2 separate regions of the Canis lupus genome follow, and region 2 is linked to region 1. A link is a contact called in public Hi-C data. All regions are on one chromosome and are shown on one strand. The core of a region is the stretch at or near the end of the contact, and the rest is flanking DNA. Distances in the headings are between cores, read along the strand shown.

Region 1 (5,898 bases), core at 1,881-4,380:
AAATGTGATAGAAAAGACAATAAGAACAAAATTTAAAACCAGAGTGATGGTGGACATAGCATTTCCATGAGGCTTGGGATCATTTTGGGTTGGAAAGTGCTGAATCAGACTGCAGAAGGAAGGAGTGATGGCAGAGATGGTGGGTGCCGCAAGAAGTGTTTGCAAAGTGAGCAGTCCACTGTTTCCAAGGAATCATCTGCTTATGAACAGTCTGCAGCTTCTGTGACTGTGGATGTGTCAGAAAAACTCATCCAGGTCAGAAAAACTAGCTCCTTTTCTCAGAGGGCCTGCCAGACCAGTGCCAAACATTCACCTTCCGACCACGTGTATTCGTGTTTATGAGTGTGCTGCCTCAACTTTGCAATTTAACACCCGTTTCTCACTGTGCTGCATTGACCAGGTCATTCTATGGCCAGCAGAGGACGTGGGCTGCTAGTGCTTGCCCGACTTCAGCAATTAATGAAAGGTCGCCCTAAACCAGTGGCTCTCAATCTAGGGCAATTTTGCCCCCAGAGGACATTGGCAATATCTGGTTGTCACAACTGGGGGGTGAAGGTGGGGCTGCCACTGGCATCTAGTGGACAGTAACCAGAGATGCTGAACATCCTACCATGCACAGAAAAGAATTACTTGACTATCAGCAGTGCTGAAGTTGAGAGACCTTGCCCTAAATTGTCTATTTTTTTTTTTTTAAACCTTTTTGGTTCTCAGTCTCCCTGTTGAATTAAGCCACTAAATAATACACATGGTCTGACAACTCTGACATTCTAGGAAGGCTTTTTTTTTTTTTTTTTTTTTTTTTTTTTTTTTTTGGACCTCCAAAATTTTTTATTCTAAAATTAACCAGAGGAGTGGCTCAGACAGACTGCTTTTGCCTAAAGAGGCCAATTCCCATTACATTATAGATTCTCTGTGGTCTCCACTGTAGCATTTCATCAACCACCTCTAGGTCTGTTGGGGGGTGGGGTGGGGAGTGGTGGTGGGTGGCTCCTAAAATAAGCTGACACTCAAAGCAAGCACTCATTTCCCATTTATGGTGTATGATGAGCTTTTCCTGTTTCTCAAAACCAGTTTGGTTTGAAGATTATCCCCCTGTTGACACTAGCCCACCCTGTGAAACTGACAAGCCCACACACCTTTGTTCAAAGAATGTGTTTCTTACTCATTATCTGAGAAACTGTGAGCCGCTTAATAAATATACTGATGGAGGATTCCTGGCACATGCTTATCTGAACAAAGGCCAATTATATTCCACCCCATGTACTATCAAAGAAATGCATTAATTGATTAAAGCAATGAAAAGAAAGCCTCTACCACAAATAGACAACAAATGCCACCAACACTGATTTAAGACCACTGTCCAGTGACCTCAATAATGCACTGAAAAATCTAGTCAGTGACAACTTTTTAAAGGTCAGTTCAAAACAAGTAATCCTGTGGACATCAAGGCAATCCTTTCACTCTGTGAAGCAGCTAAATAGTGAAGGTCACGGGGCTTTAGCCGCCAGATAAAGAAGACAAGTAAAAGCAATTAGACAAAATGGATGCTGTAATCCCACTTTCTAGACCTCAGAGCCACACTAAACACAGAGATCCAACTTTTCCACTTCACTATTCAGAAACTGGCAGCAGAATCCAAATGAGAGTTCCATAGTTTGATTTCTTTCTTGCCAGTGTTAACTGCATGTTTTTTTTTTCATTTTCATTTTTATTTTTTTAGCAATGTCTATGGCCTTGGGAGGAAAAAAAAAATCACCAAATCCATGGATGATGCTATGTATTTATAATCTAAACTGGAATCCCCATCTACTGTTCCAACACACAGGAGTATTTCTGAAAGCTACAAGGCTCACTACACTGCTTGAAAGTAGAAGTAGAAGGAAGAAGTTCAGAGTCTTGGATGGCCACTTTCCAAAGAAGTGGAGGTACACGGACCAGACACAACAGCCTTTTTTTTGGAAGCTCTTTTAACATGGAGAGTCTCAAGCTCCGCCTCAGACTACTGGATCAGAATCCACATCCCCATTAAAATTTGCGAAACACTGCTGTAGGAGGACCTTACTGGACAAAAACATTTTTTTTCCCCTTCTCCCAGCCTGAGTTTCTCCGATTGGAAAATGGAACTATAACAAAGTATACACAAAGGGGGAAAAAAAAAAAAAACTGAAGGAGCACAGTTCACATGAGTGGGGGTGGGGTGGGGGTGGGGGTGCGTTATGGGAGGATCTCTCTAAGATCTATACTTGGCGCGATTTTTAACCTTGTAGGGCCAGGGTGTTACTTCCTCTGTAAGGCAGTGAAATGATTTTCAAAAGGCGCTAACACTCTCTCGGAAGCACTGTCCTTATGACTTTTAAAAGGGACCGATTTAGAAGCGCGGACGCTCCAGAGGTGTTCAGGGCAGCGGCCGGGGCCAGCGCTCCAGCCTCTCCCACCCGACAGCGGGCTCGGGGCCCTGGTCCCCGCCGTCCACCCCTGCACATCTGCACCCCCAGTCCTGCAAACCTCGGGCCGCCCAGACCCTGGGGTCCGCCAGGCCTCCGGTCTGAACCGTAGTAGCTGGAGCGTTCCGCAGGCTCTGTAACTTTCCCTGAAATGAAATAAATAAAGACCGTAAGTGCGGACATAGCGGGCCTTCAAAAAATAGCTTTCCTTCTCCGCCCACAGCTAAGAAGAAGAGGGGGGGCGGGGGAGAGGACTAAAAGAGTCCGGATCTGCCCCGGAAGGGGCTCCAGGAGAACCCGTCTGGGCGACGGCGGCAGCCTCAGCTCCAAACCTGGAGCGCTCTGGGCCCGCGTCGGTATCCGACAGCGGAGAGTGCAAGAGCAGAGAGGAGTCCCCGGGGGGAAGGGCCCCGGCTGGCGTCCCGGGCGGGCCGGTGGGCTGGGCAGCCCCTGGGTCCCCCCATCCTCCCCCGCCTTCCTGGCCTCCTCCTTGCTGCAGGGCGGGGGGGGGGGGGGGGGGGGAGGCAGCCGAGGCGGGATGTGCGTGCGCGCGCGCTCGCGCATATACGGCCGGAGGAGTCCTGTTCCTCGGGCATTTTCCGAGGAAGTCTGGAGCAATTAGGCTCAGTCCGGGGAGAGCAAGCGAGCGGGCGGGCGGGCGGCGCAGCCGGCGTGTCTGGGCTGCCTCGCAGGGAGGGAGGGGCGGCCGGCCGCCCGGCGGCGACCCCGGGCCCCGGCCGCCACCATGGGCTTCGAGCTGGACCGCTTCGACGGCGACGTGGACCCGGACCTGAAGTGCGCGCTGTGCCACAAGGTCCTGGAGGACCCGCTGACCACGCCGTGCGGCCACGTCTTCTGCGCCGGCTGCGTGCTGCCCTGGGTGGTGCAGGAGGGCAGCTGCCCCGCGCGCTGCCGCGGCCGCCTGTCGGCCAAGGAGCTCAACCACGTCCTGCCGCTCAAGCGCCTCATCCTCAAGCTGGACATCAAGTGCGCGCACGCGGCGCGCGGCTGCGGCCGGGTGGTCAAGCTGCAGCAGCTGCCCGAGCACCTGGAGCGCTGCGACTTCGCGCCCGCGCGCTGCCGCCACGCGGGCTGCGGCCAGGTGCTGCTGCGGCGCGACGTGGAGGCGCACATGCGCGACGGGTGCGACGCGCGGCCCGTGGGCCGCTGCCAGGAGGGCTGCGGGCTGCCCCTGACGCACGGCGAGCAGCGCGCGGGCGGCCACTGCTGCGCGCGGGCCCTGCGGGCGCACAACGGGGCGCTGCAGGCCCGCCTGGGCGCGCTGCACAAGGCGCTCAAGAAGGAGGCGCTGCGCGCGGGCAAGCGCGAGAAGTCGCTGGTGGCGCAGCTGGCCGCGGCGCAGCTGGAGCTGCAGATGACCGCCCTGCGCTACCAGAAGAAGTTCACCGAGTACAGCGCGCGTCTCGACTCGCTCAGCCGCTGCGTGGCCGCGCCGCCCGGCGGCAAGGTAGGCGCCCGCCGCCGGCCCCGACCCCGACCCCCTGCCGCGCGCGCCCTGGGGAGGGGCCCCCTCCCGCCTCCCGCCTCCGGCCTCCTCTGGGCACCGGGATGCCTGGCACTTCCAGGAGCATCCCTGCCTCCTTCCTCCGCGGCTTAGCCAGCTGTTGCACCGTCGTTGAAGTAGCTTCAGCTGGGAAACCGTGGTCCCCGGAGGATTACGTGCCCAGGGGGACATGTAGCTGCAGCAGCTTCCGGGGCGTCTGGAAAGACCCAAAGGAGCCCACTGTCGGTGGGCGTAGAGCGGGAATGAGTGCAGCCTCCAGGTCAGAACTGTGTCCAGGGGCTGTGCGGCTCCCATCGGCTCCGTGACCTTGCGGGGAGGAGGAGGGGGAGAAGTTGCTTAATAACCCCCTTTTAGGGTCGGAAAGTTCCCTTCTACACGTGGCGCACAGGATGAGATGTTGACACGCGGGGTGAACTGTATCCGTGCATCCTTGGGAATTCCAGAAAGGGTAAACGAAACCACACAGTTCTGAGTAAGTTCAGAGGACAGGCCCCCGGAGTGAGTGAGAGCTGGATTCAGACGCGGGCTTGGCTGCCAGCTAGCTAGCTGGCTGGCTGACCTTGAGCAAGCTGCTTAGCCTCTCTAAAGTTAGAAACGGGGCCACAGAGATGTGACACAGGGGTAAAACACAGCCAGGCACCGGCTGTGGCGTTCATCCGGGGATTCCAGAAAAAAAAGGAAGAAAAAAAAAAAAAAAGGAGGCGCCACCAAACATAATAGAGTAATAACTGAGAGTGAGTCCTCAGGAATTGGAACTGTCTCAGGATTTAGGCTTTTTGCTAGCCAGCCAGGTGGCTGTGTGGCTTAACCTCCAGGTGCCTCAGTTTTTCTGAATGTAAAATAGGTGGTTGTCAGCCTTCAGGGAGAGAATGTTTGAAAGACCTGGCACCGTGTTTGACAGAGAGCGAATGCTCCACAAATGTTGCCTGCAGTTATCTTTAACATCTCCCCCTGAGCCATCCCCTTGTGCTGGTAGTTGGTGTAATTACAATGGCCCCCGGTAGCGAAGGCTTTGCTCTAGGCCTTATGTTGAGTACTTCTCAGTTGTTCCCTTTTTAATCAAGAGAGGCAGGTGTGATGCTTCTCGTTTTGTAGACGAAGAAACCAAGCTCTAGGGAAGGTCAGTCGTGCCTGGTTCTGGGTAACAACAGCTTTTCAGTGCCAGAGTGAGCTCTCCTGTGCTGGTCTCTTCAGCACCAGGTCTTTTTTTTTCCTCAAGATTTTATTTATTTGAGGGAGAGAGAGCAAGCGATCGAGAGAACACAAGTGGGGAGGGGTAGAAGGAGAGGGAGAAGCAGACTTAGCAGGGAGCCTGACAAGGGGCTCCATCCCAGGACTTCAGGATGGTGACCTGAGCCCAAGGCAGACACTTAACTGACTGAGCCACTCAAGTGTCCCACCAGTCCCAGGTCTTAAGCATTACTGTGCTGCCTCAGTGTAACCACAAGTACCTTTTTTTTTTTTTTTTTGAGTGTTTATTGTGTGCCAGCAACTGTGAGAAGCACAGGCATTATCTGTTTAATCCTTTGAGAGGGAGGAGGCAGGCTCAGAGCAGTCCTAGAACTTGTCCAAAGCCATACTCCGTCAGTCAGAGAACGGAGTGGGGGATTCAGGTTCTACATCAGAGCTACCAACCTTGGGATACATTGACACTTAGACATTTTGCACCCCACCATTCTGTTATAGGAGGCTGTCCCCCGGATGGTAACATGTTTAGCAGTGTCTCTGGCTTCACCCAGTAGATACCATGGTGACTCCCATCCTGCCTTCCAAGATGTGACAACTAAGAATGTGTCCAAATATTATCAGGTGTTGTCTGGGGCTGGGGTGTGTGCTGCACAAAATCGCATGCTGAGAACCAGGGTTTTCCTGATTGCAAAGGCCCCACTTGGTACAAACACGGAGGGGCTTGGTGCCACTATGCGGTTG
Region 2 (5,898 bases), core at 976-3,475, 120 kb after region 1:
TTAGGCTTTCAGCAGGGCTGATTTTTGGTGAGAAAGGAGGCTCCCCTGATTGGTAAGAAAACAGGCTCCTCAGATTGCCGGGTCAGAAAAGAATACCTAGGCTTCTCTATCTTTAGAGCCCACTGTGTCACACAGCTGAATAGTATATACAGGATAAACTCTGTTGTGGGTAGTTGGTTTTTTCATGCTGAAATACAATAAAAGGGAGTTTTGCTTCACAATCAGATCTACTAAATTTAACTATGTCTTCTATCACTTTCTTTTTGGTCTAGCATAGCTTGTTTCCTGTCTTTAAAATGGATTTATGAATAGCATCTTGCCTATAGAGTTAAGGGTTAAATGAGAAAATGCAGGTGAAATGCTTATCTTCCCACCTAGCACCTGTCAAGCCTTTGTGGTACCTCTCATTTCTGTTGGACTACAACTGCATACACTTAAAGAGTGTGTGCAATTCTCCTTGGATGAAAAAACCAGGTAGCTCCAATAGATTATTGCTTGGGATTCGGACAATTAGAGGGGTTACCAAACAGCACTGATGAACAGAAAAGCAGCCCAAAGATCAGAACTCAGGACTCTTTGCTAGTTACCTAACTTAGAGTGCAAAATACAAAGGATCCAGACCTGTTGGTTGAAATTTCTTAGGTCAGATATTGACTGGAATTGTTAGAATGTGAATATATTTGTGTATTCATGATCCTCATGGCTTATATGAAGACCAGAGAATTTGCCCAGATAGAAAGTCCTACATAAACTCATCACAGCCACCTCGCTTCTCCCTGCCACACGTCTTCCATCCGACCCTTTCATTATGTCTTTTTTCAAAGAAAATCTTGATAGAAGGATACTTCATTGTCACACACATGCAGAGATGCTCAGTATAGTCCACTTGCCTAAATCTACTTTTTGTCCTCCTGCCTGCCCCAATGAAAGAGTAGTTTGCGATCATCTCCTACTTTTCAATGCATTAATTCCAATTTGAACTAAGTAGAATAAACAGACCTCAGACCTCATATGCTGGAGACTTAGCTTTGCAGTCTTTTTATAATCTGCCTTTCAGCATGATCAAAGCACCATCCCCACCCCCCACAAGAGTTCCCTTTGATTGTCTTGCTTATCCCAACCAAAGGTGATTTTTCATTTGCATTACTAATCACTCTCCGCAAGTATTATTCCTAAAATTAGATTAAGAGCCCTAAATTATTGCCTTGTGTTTGACAAAGGCAGCCTGACCCTTTAAACATGGGAGGCGTGTCTATGCAAGTACTAACCAGAAGATCACAGAAAGTTTTATACACAGAAACAAGTAAGATTCTTCTATTCAGTCCTTTTTTAAAAGACATTTATCTGAATGGTGAGCCTAAATTTTGTGGGTGTCTATTTTCAAGAGTGATAAAAATTAGTTCATTCAAGAATAAGAAACTCAGCTATTACCAATTACCATTCAACTGTGGGTCAAAATACTTTAGTGGGAGAGCAATATTTATGTTATGGATTTTTGCAATAAAATCCAGGGATCTGAGAAAATTGCACATGTTCCTGGATGTGAAATGTCCTGGTTTGAGGCAGAGAAAGGTGACAACTTTGAGTTCCAGTTCTGTGTAGATGGAGGAAGGAAACAGTGGCTGTTGTTCTGTGGACATGTGAATGTTAACAGGTTTGCTTTTCAGGGGCGCTGGTTAAACAACTTGTTAACTGGCCAGAGTCCAGCATGTTAATCATTAACCTGAGGCTGAGCGTCTGCCCCCGTGTATTCAGAAGTAGTTTATCATTACCTTGAACTACTGCCTTTTATGATTCCGAAGAGCTTCTATGAAATCTCTTATCACCGCCAAGACTAATCTTCATTAACCAGAGGCCAGTGCGCTGATGTTTCTTCGTTGGACCAGAGTAAGCGGTTTATGGTCAGTTGAGGAATTTTTAATCACTACTGCTTTAAAGAAACATAGAAAAGGAACAGCAGCTCCCTCGCTGTAGTCTCTGGACCATGCTCACAAGTTTGTATTCTCATGACCTCCTTTCCCATTTAACTCTTGGTAACCCTGGGTCTCTACGTTTTCTTTTGGATTTTGGAAGACTCAGGGTCAGTGGGGTAGAGTCAGGGCACCCTGGCAGGCAGTCTGGGCTTGAGGCTTCATCTGGTGCCTCTGGGGAGTCCATTTCTGTCCCTCTTGTGCTGGCTCTGCTCCCAGCCAAGCCACCACTCCCCACAGTCTGCCTCAGAACCTGGCACCTGCCCTTCGTCACTTACCTAGACCTTCTCCATACTCCAGTCTCTCCTGGGTTGACACCGTGTGTATAAACTGCTCTGAAGAAGCCCCTTCTTTTTCCTTTTCTCTGCCTTCCTTTTCTCTTTCTAGGTCCCTGTGTGTGTGTGACATTTTCATTTTTCTGATTATCAAAGTATACATTAGGTAAATAAAAGCAATACATGTCCCCTCTACATGGTGGAAAATCTGGAAGAGTTTGAAAATAAGAACATAGCTTTTAAAAATCTAATTTTCAACATGCACACTGAGCTAATTTTCAGTGTCTAAAAAGAGCTTTTTAAAACATTTTAAAGGGCTCAACATGTTCAAGTATGTGTAAGTATGAAAGTCTGGCTACGAAGCCTGAAGTTTGCATTTCCCCTATAGCTGGAGGTTGAATAATCAATTTATTAAAGCTTTTCTAAGCCTCCAGAAGGGTTTGTCTGGGTCTTATTTACCCTAATAGGCAACTTAGGGAAGCTTAGGTTTAATTTCTATTTCAGTTCAGCATTTTTAAAAATCTTTTTAGAAAACAAACTTGATTTGGGCCTTATTTATGGGGGCAGAGAACTGTCCCCCCTCAAAAAAAAAAAAAACCAACACTGAAATTCCCTTATGACGCTATTAAAGGCCTTCCTTTGGGTTTTATGTTTCTAGGATATTGTCCACATAAATATATGCAATGTTAAAAGAATGTGGACGACTAGTAGCGTGTATGTTTTAGCCTTCTGAACCAAGGGTTTATGAAACTGGTTGAAGAGTGTTTTATTGAAACAAGACAAATATTTATGAACAATTCAGAATCCTCTGTTTTGAAATGTAAAGTGTGGTCCTAGTGGCGCACAGAGTTCCAGGTGTTTCCTGTCTGCATTTGGAATGCGTAGCTGCTGCTCTGGGCTGACCTAGCAGTGCTTTCCTAGCTTTTAATAAGAAACTAAGAATCACGCAGCTTCCCTGCTAATGCCTGAATGGCTGAAAGTGCTCACAGCAACATACTTGATTTAATGAGCATAAAGCCGTCTTGAGACACGGATGTATGGGTGTATTCTGATCTATTACATTTGTCACTTAATTAAAGAAAAAACAAACTTGTTTACAGAAGGAGCGTGTTAACTCCTGCAAGTGTATAAGCTCTGCTCCTTAAACACATTCGTACTAATCAGAGGTTTACTTTCCGGCCTCTCCAGCTTCTGGGTCGTTACAGTCCCTGGTTTCTGTGAAATAGAAATATTATGTATTCGCCCAGACAGTTGGAAGCCGCTCGTATAAATAGCGGCCGTTGTGATTGAACCGTCAGCCCCAAAGGCCTCTGCTTCGGAAGGGCTTCTTTTAAAACTGAGCACAATGAGATGTCTGTTTTAGATGCCGCTGCCAAGCCTCGGTCCAAAAGCACGGATTTGTTTTCCGTTTGCCAGCAGAACTGCCTTTTTTACAGCGTGCCCTGCTTTGTGTGTTGATGCCGTGGACAGTGCTTTGGGGCGGTGAGAAATGCTGCCGTCTTCTCCTTCCATCTCCTGATCCCGCCCCAGGCTCCACACCCCGAGGACCCGATTTCGGGATGAGACGTGCAGCAATGTCATTTCCTTAAGGAGCAGTGGGAAAATGAGACGGGAAAAGCTTGCCCCACAAGGAATGTCCAAGCGCACAAGCAAGCCCACGTGTGGAATCCATCTAGGATTGGACGGATTGAGGAAGGGGGCCCAGGGACACCCGGGGCTGGGGTGGGGATGGCTTGGAAAGGAGGACCAGTTTTCTAGCTTGGGCAAGAAGTCCCGAGGGAATACATAGTACGTCCCTGCTTCCTGCTCTGACCCTTGTTTGCTGCTGTGGCTAGAAGCTTCTTCAGTAGACTGCATTCTCCCTAACTGCGAGCGTGCAAGGACAAAGGCTTGCTTACTTGTTTTCTTACTGGAAGTAAGGGATGAGCGAAAAATAGAAAAGGAGAAAGTAACTATTCCTGCCCCCCCCCCCAAAAGCAGCCACTGTGACCATGTTGCCGCATTTGCATTCAGTGGCTTTTTTTCTTTCTCTGTTTATATGTTAAAAAGTAATAGCTGAACATCCTTTTCTTCGTGATTTAATGTTCAAGCTATAAAACGTTACCTACAGAAATAAAACCCTTGTCAGATCACACGCTAGACCACTCCCCACTCAGACTTGACTGTGAACTTGATACGTGTTCTTTCTGTCTTTATTTTCTACTTAGGACCTTTTAAATTTCCCTCAGGTTCAAGCCTCTTCATAGAGCACACACTTGATTCATCGCCCTGTTATTGGATTTCTAGGTTGTTTGCAGTTGTTTTGCTTTTCCAAACAATGCTGCTCCGAGCTTCCTTGCACATTTTCCCTTGTGCTACCCTTCTTTTCTGTAGAGACCCAGGAATGGAATTGCTGGTTCTTGGGCAAGACGTTGTATGCAAAAGCACTGACTTTACATACATAGCCACTGACTATATTTACTGTAGTTGTGTTTGATTTTTGGCCAACAGATCAATCAACAGGAAAAATAGACTGAAGAGACAGGAGACAGAAAGAATGCAGTACGGATCCTGTTGAATCCTCCAGCTAAGAGGTTTTCTGAGCTGGTTGCACATTTATTTGGTGTTTTCCTGATTATCAAAATACTTGCCTCTGATAGGAAACATTTGTTTGAGGGCCTCTCCTCTCCTCCCCCAACCCCCCAGTGTACAACAAATGAATCAGTCATGGCCGAAGAAACAAATGGCTTTTTGTTGTTGCTTCTTCTTTAAAGATAATCTGTTGTTTTCAAAACATTTGCAACTATTGCTTTCAAGGAAAGGTGGCAGGAGGCCCCTGGTTTCCCCAGGTGGAAACTTTTGCAGCCCTTTTCAGAGACATCATAGAGAAGAGCTCCCCGTGCCAGGACTGAAGGCAGGAAGTTGTCTGTTTGGTATTTACTCAGGCGACTTCTGGCAAGAATTGATTACTCCGTTGGAGCTGAAAGTTGCTGCTTGCGATTGCTTAGGAGGTTAGGGAAGAGGATGTTTTTCCTCCCAAGGCCTCAAAACCTGAGACCCTAATTTAAAATGACATTTTGGTGTGTCTCTCCCCATGAGATACTTTTCCCTTCCAGGGCTCAAAGACTCGTCTGTCAGTAAGTTAATAAATATTGACGGGATGCCCCTTGAGCCATAGCAGCGTGAGATGCAGAAGGACCTCTAGTTACCATCTACTTCAACAACTTGGTTTTTATAGATGTAGAAACTGAGGCAGGAGGAATTAAATGATCAGCCTAGTTCCACACATTGTGGAGGAAGGAGTGGCCAGACAGAAGGCAGAGAGCCAGCTCCTTCTGTCTCCCAAAGGCAGAGACCACCACATGGATCAGAGGCCTGCTGGATTCCCCCCACCCCCGCCCCTGCCACCCCAGAACATACCTAGCATGGACACATGGTAGGTATTCAGTGAATGCATTATCCCGAGATCCTCCTATCTCACGGTGGCTGCTTTCCAACGTGAACACTTCCTCATGGGGGTCTTGGAAAATAAGAAAGGAAAAGTCAAACACATGAAAAATGTAAATAGCAGAGTAAGCCTGTGTGTTTTTAAAATTATTATTTATATCTTGCCTCCTTCCACAAAGGATTTAAAGACCTCTTATGAGCATTAAACCCCAGTAGCAGAGCCCTTG

What was found. A called contact is a pair of places that touch in the nucleus more often than the background predicts.
Region 2: a Hi-C map of skin fibroblasts shows a contact between it and region 1, with 2.3 times the contacts expected there. The contact joins the enhancer-like site here to the promoter of PDZRN3 in region 1. A contact is called at or near these places in 3 of 9 Hi-C or Micro-C datasets (amygdala, skin fibroblasts and tumor fibroblasts).

What each region holds. Positions count from the first base shown.
Region 1 is chr20:18,747,128-18,753,025 of UU_Cfam_GSD_1.0, forward strand. PDZRN3 (E3 ubiquitin-protein ligase PDZRN3) reads left to right here and starts at 3,131. Exons shown (of 10, transcript XM_038565837.1): 1 at 3,131-3,912. The coding sequence starts at 3,190.
Region 2 is chr20:18,864,341-18,870,238 of UU_Cfam_GSD_1.0, forward strand. All of the region lies in intron 3 of PDZRN3 (E3 ubiquitin-protein ligase PDZRN3), which reads left to right. Among named protein-coding and RNA genes, the nearest start is that of PDZRN3, 120 kb to the left of the region's middle. Within about 2 kb of position 2,226, at least 5 of the 20 cell types and tissues checked have an H3K27ac peak or open chromatin away from gene starts, as enhancers often do.